Regions from separate parts of the Mus musculus genome. Here region 1 is linked to region 2. A link is a contact called in public HiChIP or PLAC-seq data. All regions are on one chromosome and are shown on one strand. Each heading gives the region's core, a stretch centred on a gene start, on an enhancer-like site or on the middle of the called end of the contact. The rest is flanking DNA. Distances are from core to core; before and after follow the strand shown.

What was found. HiChIP or PLAC-seq counts read pairs in DNA pulled down with a chosen protein or histone mark.
Region 1: an H3K27ac HiChIP or PLAC-seq map of microglia shows a contact between it and region 2, with 7 times the contacts expected there. The contact joins the promoter of F9 here to the enhancer-like site in region 2. A contact is called at or near these places in 5 of 39 promoter capture datasets (the C10 cell line, embryonic stem cells, liver and 1 more), 3 of 484 Hi-C or Micro-C datasets (the C10 cell line, bone marrow-derived macrophages and macrophages), 3 of 115 datasets of contacts at active chromatin or transcription factors (bone marrow-derived dendritic cells, microglia and neural progenitor cells) and 2 of 9 other capture datasets (adipose tissue and macrophages).

Annotation. Positions count from the first base shown.
Region 1 is chrX:59,996,572-60,001,016 of GRCm38.p6, reverse strand. It overlaps F9 (coagulation factor IX), which reads right to left and starts at 1,553. Exons shown (of 8, transcript NM_007979.2): 1 at 1,466-1,553. The coding sequence starts at 1,553.
Region 2 is chrX:59,816,506-59,820,569 of GRCm38.p6, reverse strand. No RefSeq gene overlaps it. Among named protein-coding and RNA genes, the nearest start is that of F9, 180 kb to the left of the region's middle. Within about 2 kb of position 2,714, at least 8 of the 459 cell types and tissues checked have an H3K27ac peak or open chromatin away from gene starts, as enhancers often do. A contact at or near this core is called in bone marrow-derived macrophages and microglia, where this site is marked.

The DNA of each region.
Region 1 (4,445 bases), core at 304-2,803, 180 kb before region 2:
TTCCCAATTCTAATTTGTCACAATAAGGCAGTAGTTATGAACATGGGGCCTCTCTGTTCTAAAGCCCAGGACCGTTTAACAGAAGAGTGTGCTTTATGAATACCTAGCCCCACTCCCCAGCCAGGGCCATTTCCCTGGTTCCCTGACCAAACTGACTCACAATCTTGTTCTTTTTATCCTCAATACTGTCTGGGGATCATATATTTAACACCTCTTTAGTCATTATTGCCACAGCTCTGAAATCATGATTTTTTTCTATCATTTTACATCTGAGATTCCCTCACCACTAAGACGTGCTTGGATCTTTATAAGAGAGTGCTTGGATCTTTTGTTCTCACATAGGTCAATCTGATGCACTAGGTTGAATGACCTGCCTTTATGGTCCACGTAATGAGTTTCCAACATGTATTTTTCATCTCTACCCACTTTGCTAGTGCAGTTTAACCTTTGCATTCTCACATCATCATTTCAGCTTTTAAGTCTGATTCCACAGTTGACATCATGTCTGGAGTGGGAACCAGGAGACCAGCCGATTTTCTGGGGATGCTCAGGGTTGGCACCTCTGATCCTGGCACTGTCACTTGCTTGACTTTAGTAGGTTGACTAGTAAGTGTGATAAATGCATCTGGGGCAATCAGGCTGTTTGTCTAAAGCCAGTAAGTTCTTCCTGTGTGCCTTTCCCTGGGGAGTAATGCCACTGTTGTTGCAAAAAACGAAACCAAACGAAACCCTGATGTGCTGTACTTTGCATGAATTAAGCTACTCCTCTTTCTGGCCATTTGTATACTTACTTTTGTCCCCTAGGGAGGCCTCTGAGTATTATGGTTCTCTAAACATCAGCTCTGAGATGTATGACAGATGAGCTGATTTATTTCCATCTATGTAAAAGCTTTCATTACAGACAGCAACTTAGTAATAAAAGCGTAATCTTTCAATTTTAGCTGAGAAATTAAACTATAAATATATGTTTAAACATTATAACTATGCCTTACCATCTAGTTCTAAAACACTGGAACACATGTAGATTCAAGAAAGACTTTTTATGCAAATTAACCATTGTGGTTTTGATGTTTCCCCTTTTTATTTCAAGGTGATGAGTCTAAAATCCTAAAATAACATGTTTCCTGCTTATTGTGCAATTTCTTTGTTAAGACATTTTCCGATTTTCATTTTTTTAAAACCAAGGACACATAAATTTTAAGTGGAATTATATTGTCAAATCATAAGAATAACTGTATCTATTAAATAAAAATGCACCACAAGCCCTGTAAATGTAGTTCGTTTTTTCAAATATTGAAACTGAAGTTACCACAGAGCCAGAGTTCCTGGCTGACGTGCTTCCTGCTACAATAGAAACTATAGCTGCCAAATCATGAAATCTTGCTTTACTTGATAAAGGTAGTTCTAAATATTTCTGTTTTTAAAGGAGAAGCATATTAAGCATAGCATCGAAAAAGAAACAAACCTGCACATTCGGTACTGAGTAGATATCCTAAAAGGAAGATGGTGATGAGAGCCGGGGATTCTGCCATGACGGTGTTCAGGTGCTTCATGACCTTTGTTAGGAGATTGTGCAAGCGTCAGGGCTAATCAATCGTTCCAAAGTGCAAGCTGAATGGGACTTACTTCTGGGAAATTGTTGTCCATCTCCCTCGGTGTATCTTTGGGCTATTTCCAGTTGGTTCTTGGATCAAGTGAAGAGAATGGTCAGGGCTTGTTATTAAAGTACACTCTGAGGTTCTTGGTTCTGTGAGGGCTCAAATGCCCCAGTGTAGGGGAATGCCAGGACCAGGAAGAAGGGGTGGGTGGGCTGGAGAGCAGGGAGAGGGGGAAAGAGATAGGGGGGTTTTGGAGGGGAAACCAGGAAAGGGGATAACATTTGAAATGTAAATAAAGAAAATATCTAATAATAAAAAAAAGTGGCCGGCCGGTGGTGGCGCACGCCTTTAATCCCAGCACTCGGGAGGCAGAGGCAGGCAGATTTCTGAGTTCGAGGCCAGCCTGGTCTACAAAGTGAGTTCCAGGACAGCCAGGGCTTTACAGATAAACCCTGTCTTGAAAAACAAACAAACAAAACAACAACAACAACAAAACAAAACAAACAAACAAACAAAAAACAAAACAAAACAAAACAAAACAAAACAAAACAAAACAAAACAAAACAAAAAGTGCACTCTGGTTTCATGAGCTGCTGCCACTGGAGCAGAGCTACAATTGTGCTGCCAGGTAAGTTTATCTGTGGGAACTCAGTTTATCTTCATCACAGAGCAATAATATAGAGTTTAAAGATAACAAGTGAATCCTTTTATTTGGTCTATTATGTTAATTTCTTATATATATTTATATATAATGTTTAGAATAGTAACTATGTATCAGCCTGTGACTTGTCATATTTTTAAAATTATTCACCATTAATTTAACCTGAAAAAAAACTCAGTTTCCTTATCTGTAATTGGGAACAGTACACAGTACCTCTACTGTACATATTTCATCATTGGAAGCTTAATAAATAAGATGTCTTAATACTCTGAAAGCTCTTAATGGATATTATTTATTGTCGGTATTTTGTTATTGCTATGTGTGTTTTGATAAATAATAAATGGAAAAATAAATGGAATAGAGAAAATAAAATGGCTAATTTTCCCATGTCTTTGTCAATGTTCTTGTCCTTGCTAATGGGATAAGCAAAAAAAGATACCTTGCTTGTATCTAATTTTGCTCCAATTATGAATTAGAATTCCAATTCCCTTAGAATTAAAGACAATTTGTGTCTTATTAGTTGATGAACTTAGCCTACTTCTAGGGTTATATCATCTAACTACTAGTTAATCATATTTACCCAACTTTTTATGGGTTCACATAGATTTTTGCTCTAGGATTTAAAAGTAGGCACAACTCTGAAACTTATTTTTTTCCATTTCTGAAGGATTCTTCTGAGTTGGGTTAACAGTGACCCATCACTCAGAGGTACCATCCTTCTATTCTAAAACTGTTACTGACTCCCAAGTTTTATTAACTTAATCTGGTACTGCTTCCTAAAGGTCTTTACTGGAAACATATATGCAATACTGAAACACAAAATGCCCAAGGAAGCTTATGGAAGCTTACGTCATTCAAAGCACCGTGTCTATGCAGAGGACGAGATTCTGGTTGGTATTCCAACACTGTCTTGTTTTCTTTAGACATGAAAAGAAGGGTATAGGATGGATTAAATATAACAAGAATTGGTTGAACATGTTTCTGTGATGATTTCTTCTATAACATTTTAAAATTGTGATAAAATACACCTAATACCAAATTTATTTTCTTGACTATTTTTAAGTAAGTGTAAAATACATCCAGAACTCTTTTTTTTTCTTATTTTATATAATTTTTTGTGCTCCCAGGCCTTTCTTTTTTAAGCAGATACTTTCTTTATTTGCATTTCAAATGTTATTCCCTTTCCTGGTTTTCCCTCTGAAAACCCCCTATCCCCTCCTGCCTACCTCTGCTCACCAACCCACCCACTCACACTTCCTGGTCCTGGCATTCCCCTACACTGGGGCATAGTGCCTTCACAGAACCAAAGGCCTTTCCTCCCATTGATGAGGCTATCCTCTGCTACATATGCGGCTGGAGCCATGGGTCCCTCCATGTGTACTCCTTGGTTGGTGATTTAGTCCCTGGGAGCTCTGGAGATACTGGTTAGTTCATATTGTTGTTCCTCCTATCGGGCTGCAAACCCCTTCAGCTTCTTGAGTCCTTTCTCTAGTTCTACCATTGGGGACCCTGTGCTCAGCCCAATGGTTGGCTGCAAGCTTCCACCTCTGTATTTATCAGGCTCTGGCAGAGCCTCTCAGGAGACAGCTATATCAGCCTCCTATCAGCATGCATTTGTTGGCATCCACAATAGTGTCTGAATTTGGTAACTGTATATGGGATGGATCCCCAGGTGGAGCAGTCTCTGGGTAGTCTTTCCTTCAGTTTCTCCTCCACACTTTGTAATTCCTCCCATGGGTATTTTGTTCCCCCTTCTAAGAAGGCTTGAAGTATCCACACTTTGGTCTTCCTTCTTGAGTTTCATGTGGTCTATGAATTGTATCTTGGGTATTCCAACCTTCTGGGCTAATATCCATTTATCAGTGAGTGCATACCATGTGTGTTCTTTTGTGATTGGGTTACCTCACTTAGGATAATATTTTCTAGTTCCATCCATTTGCCTAAGAATTCTATAAATTCATTGTTTTTAATAGCTGAGTAGTATTCCATTGTGTAAATGTCCCGCATTTCTTGTATCCATTCCTCTGTTGAGGGACATCTGGGTTCTTTCCAGCTTCTGGCTATTATAAATAAGGATGCTATGAACATAGTGGAACATGTGTCCTCATTACATATTGGAGCATTTTCTGAGTATATGCCCAGGTATATGCTAGTGGTATAGCTGGGCCCTTGGTAGTACTATGTCT
Region 2 (4,064 bases), core at 1,465-3,964:
CCCTACAGAAGCTTTGCAATTTTATGAGGTCCCATTTGTCAATTCTTGATCTTACAGCATCGGCCATTGCTGTTCTGTTTAGGAATTTCCCCCCCTGTGCCCATATCTTTGAGGCTTTCCCCACTTTCCCCTCTATAAGTTTCAGTGTCTCTAGTTTTATGTGGAGTTCTTTGATCCACTTAGACTTGAGCTTTGTACAAGGAGATAAGAATGGGTCAATTCACATTCCTTTACATGATAACAGCCAGTTGTGCCAGATCCATTTGTTGAAAATGCTGTCTTTTATCCACTTGATGGTTTTAGCTCCCTTGTCAAAGACCAAGTGACCATAGGTATGTGGGTTCATTTCTGGGTCTTCAATTCTATTCCATTGATCTACCTGTCTGTTGCTGTACCAGTACCACACAGTTTTTTATCACAATTGCTCTGTAGTACAACTTCAGTTCAGGCATGGTGATTCCCCCAGAGGTCCTTTTATTGTTAAGAATAGTTTTTGCTATCCTAGGTTTTTTTTTTTATTCCAGATGAATTTGCAAATTGCCCTTTCTAACTCAGTGAAGAATTGAGTTAGAATTTTAATGGAGATTGCATTGAATCTGTAGATTGCTTTCGGCAAGATATCCATTTTTACTATATTAACCCTGCCAATCCATGAGCATGGGAGATCTTTCCATCTTCTGAGATCTTCTTCAATTTCTTTTTTCAGAGACTTGAAGTTCTTATCATACAGATCTTTCACTTCCTTAGTTAGAGACATACCAAGTTATTTTATATTATTTGTGACTATTGTGAAAGGTATTGTTTCCCTAATTTCTTTCTCAGCCTGTTTATCCTTTATGTAGAAAAAGACCACTGATTTGTTTGAGTTAATTTTATATCCAGCTACTGCACTGAAGCTGTTTATCAAGTTTAGGAGTTCTCTGATGGAATTTTAAGGGTCACTTATATATACTATCATATCATCTGCAAATACTGATATTTTGACTTCTTCCTTTCCAATTTGTAACCCCTTGATCTCTTTTTTTTTTTTTTGTCTAATTGCTTTAGTTAGGACTTCAAGTACTATATTGAATAGGTAGGGAGAAATTGGGCAGCCTTGTCTAATCCCTGATTTTAGTGGAATTGCTTCAAGTTTCTCTCCATTTAGTTTAATGGCTGCTGGTTTGCTGTATATTGCTTTTATTATGTTTAGGTATGGGCCTTGAATTCCTGAACTTTCCAAGACCTTTGTCATAAAGTGGTGTTGGATTTTGTCAAATGCTTCCTCAGCATTGAATGAGATGATCATGTGATTTTTTTCTTTGAATTTGTTTATATAGTGGATTATGTTGACGGATTTCTGTACATTAAACCATCCCTACATACCTTGGATGAAGCCTACTTGGTCATGATGGATGATCATTTTGATGTGTTCTTGGATTCGGTTTGCAAGGATTTTTTTTAATTAATATTTTTATTACATATTTTCCTCAATTACATTTCCAATGCTATCCCAAAAGTCCCCCATACCCTCCCCCCCACTTCCCTACCCACTCATTCCCATTTTTTTTTTGGCCCTGGCGTTCTCCTGTACTGGGGCATATACAGTTTGCGTGTCCAATGGGCCTCTCTTTACAGTGATGGCCGACTAGGCCATCTTTTGATACATATGGAGCTAGAGTCAAGAGCTCCGGGGTACTGGTTAGTTCATAATGTTGTTCCACCATAGGGTTACAGATCCCTTTAGCTCCTTGGGTACTTTCTCTAGCTCCTCCATTGGGAGCCCTGTGATCCATCCAATAGCTGACTGTGTGCATCCACTTCTGTGTTTGCTAGGCCCCGGCATAGTCTCACAAGAGACAGCTACATCTGGGTCCTTTCGATAAAATCTTGCTAGTGTATGCAATGGGGTTTGCAAGGATTTTATTGAGTATTTTTGCATTGATATTCATAAGGGAAATTGGTCTGAAGTTCTCTTTCTTTGTTGGATATTTGTGTGGTTTAGGAAATTTATTTTTTAAATTGTATTTATTTGTCAACAACATACATCAAATTTCTTACATGTGGTTTGTGATCACCAAATTGGACAAAATAGCTCTAAGTGAAAACTAGGTCTGTTTTAATTTTTTACCTTTGCATTGTTAGATTCAAGATATATTGGGGCAGGAATGGTTTAGTGATGTCTTCTCAAGATTCACTTAGAAAACATTGACAAAGATGGGAGGATTATATATCACTAAACATTTATTTTGTTTTAGTATGCATAGAAACAGACATAAATATAAACAAAGATGGTTAATTTATGGGTAGTGGGTTTTTTTATTCTTACTTCCTCCCCCCCCCATTTTCCAAGTGATCTGGAGTTGGGATTTATAGCCTTTGTATTTAGAGTATGATATAGTAAATATGATTAAATGTTCCCTCAGGTATGATTTTTCTAAAAAGACAAAACAAGGAAGGCATCCTTTCCAAGGAATCTGTAAGCAGCTTCCAGAACAATCGCTAACTTGGCAAATGGGGGAAAGCCCAATGGCAGGCCCCTCTGGAGTATGGCCCAAGCATAGCATGTGTAGATGCTCTACCAGCTGCTTCCTCACATCAAATAGCTAACAACCCAGAGCTCCAAAGCCAAGTCATTTCCTGCTGTCATCATTGATGAAGCCTGTACACAGATGGAGAAGTAAATAAAAGGGAGCATTGGTGAGTTTCTATATTTGACCCAGTTACTATTTTTGCCAAATAAGGAGGAAAAGCTTAGAATTTCAAGCATGAGGAAATAGATCCTGATGGTGTGAGAAACATCTTGCTGCTCTTTTTTAGCCCTTTCTAGATGTTTACTTCCTTCATGGAAATCAGGGCAGAACTTGACACAATATATATAGACTCAAAGTTGTAACATTACGATGCAACCTGGAAAAGAGGGGCTGTTTGAGACAGTGAACAAACACACCGATTGTGTGTGTTTAACTTGACCTATCTGAGGACTCACTGGGTAGGCACAAGGCCAAAACTTTATAGCTATCATTGCTGAGCTTTCAAATTTGGACTCTGAGGCAATTTAAGGAAGTAGGCTTCCAGTGAAAATGGTAACCACTCCTATGAGCAGTGGAGTGTTTCATGCAGTCTTAATTCTGGCTCAGCCAGATGAACCGAATGACCATGTGTTTGGCATGATCTTACTCCTCCTCTCAGTTTCTTGCCACCATAATCCAGCACCAGCAGATCTTTTGTGCGCCCCAATTTTTCTTTCTAGTGTATAATGTTAAGGGTTTGTCCTTTGATGCTTTCCAGGGTTGCTTATGTTTATTTCTTAGAGGCTTATAAAAGGCTGAGAATTTGTATGGAACAATGAAGGTATTCACACATTGTAAATGAGGGCTTGTTAAGGCAAAGTTGACATACATGGTCTTTCCAAGACCTTATTGCCAGCAAACAAGCAGATACTTTCCATTGTCTTGGATTGATGAATGAGTCTTCAGAGACAAGTGCTTACTTCAACACAGCTGAAGGGACGTGGCTCCTAGGTTCTAGGCCTAGGTGTATAACAACAAAGGGTAAATTATGTTTTGCCTTTCGATTTTGTATTTATTTTCAATGTTTATTTTTAGTTAGGCCAAGTCTAGGAATATTTAAAAATCACTTCTTGAAATAGCTTTTGTTCCCTGAAATTGGAAAACCTAAAATGCTTTCAAGATGCTAATCATTATATTGATAGTTATAAGATGTTCTGTTTATTTAATACTCAGAAATGAAGTGAGCAGGAAATAGACCCTCTGGAGTCCTGAGGCTTTTTGATGACTATACTCAGCTTGATTACGTTGGACTTGATTATATTGGCCTGTTAGTCAACTTTCTGTTACTATAATAAATACTCAACATAACTAACTTATAAAAGCTTAGGAGTTATTTTGGTTCATAGTTTTGAAAGTTTTGGTCCATGTTTAATTGCTCTCATTTCTTGATTCTCTAATTTCTCATTTGGGCCTGCGGGAAGAAAGCACATCACGGCAAGAGTGTATCACAAAGGAAAAGTCCACAGACACAGGGCAGAAAAATCAGCAATGAGGACCAGGCCAGGGTCCCAT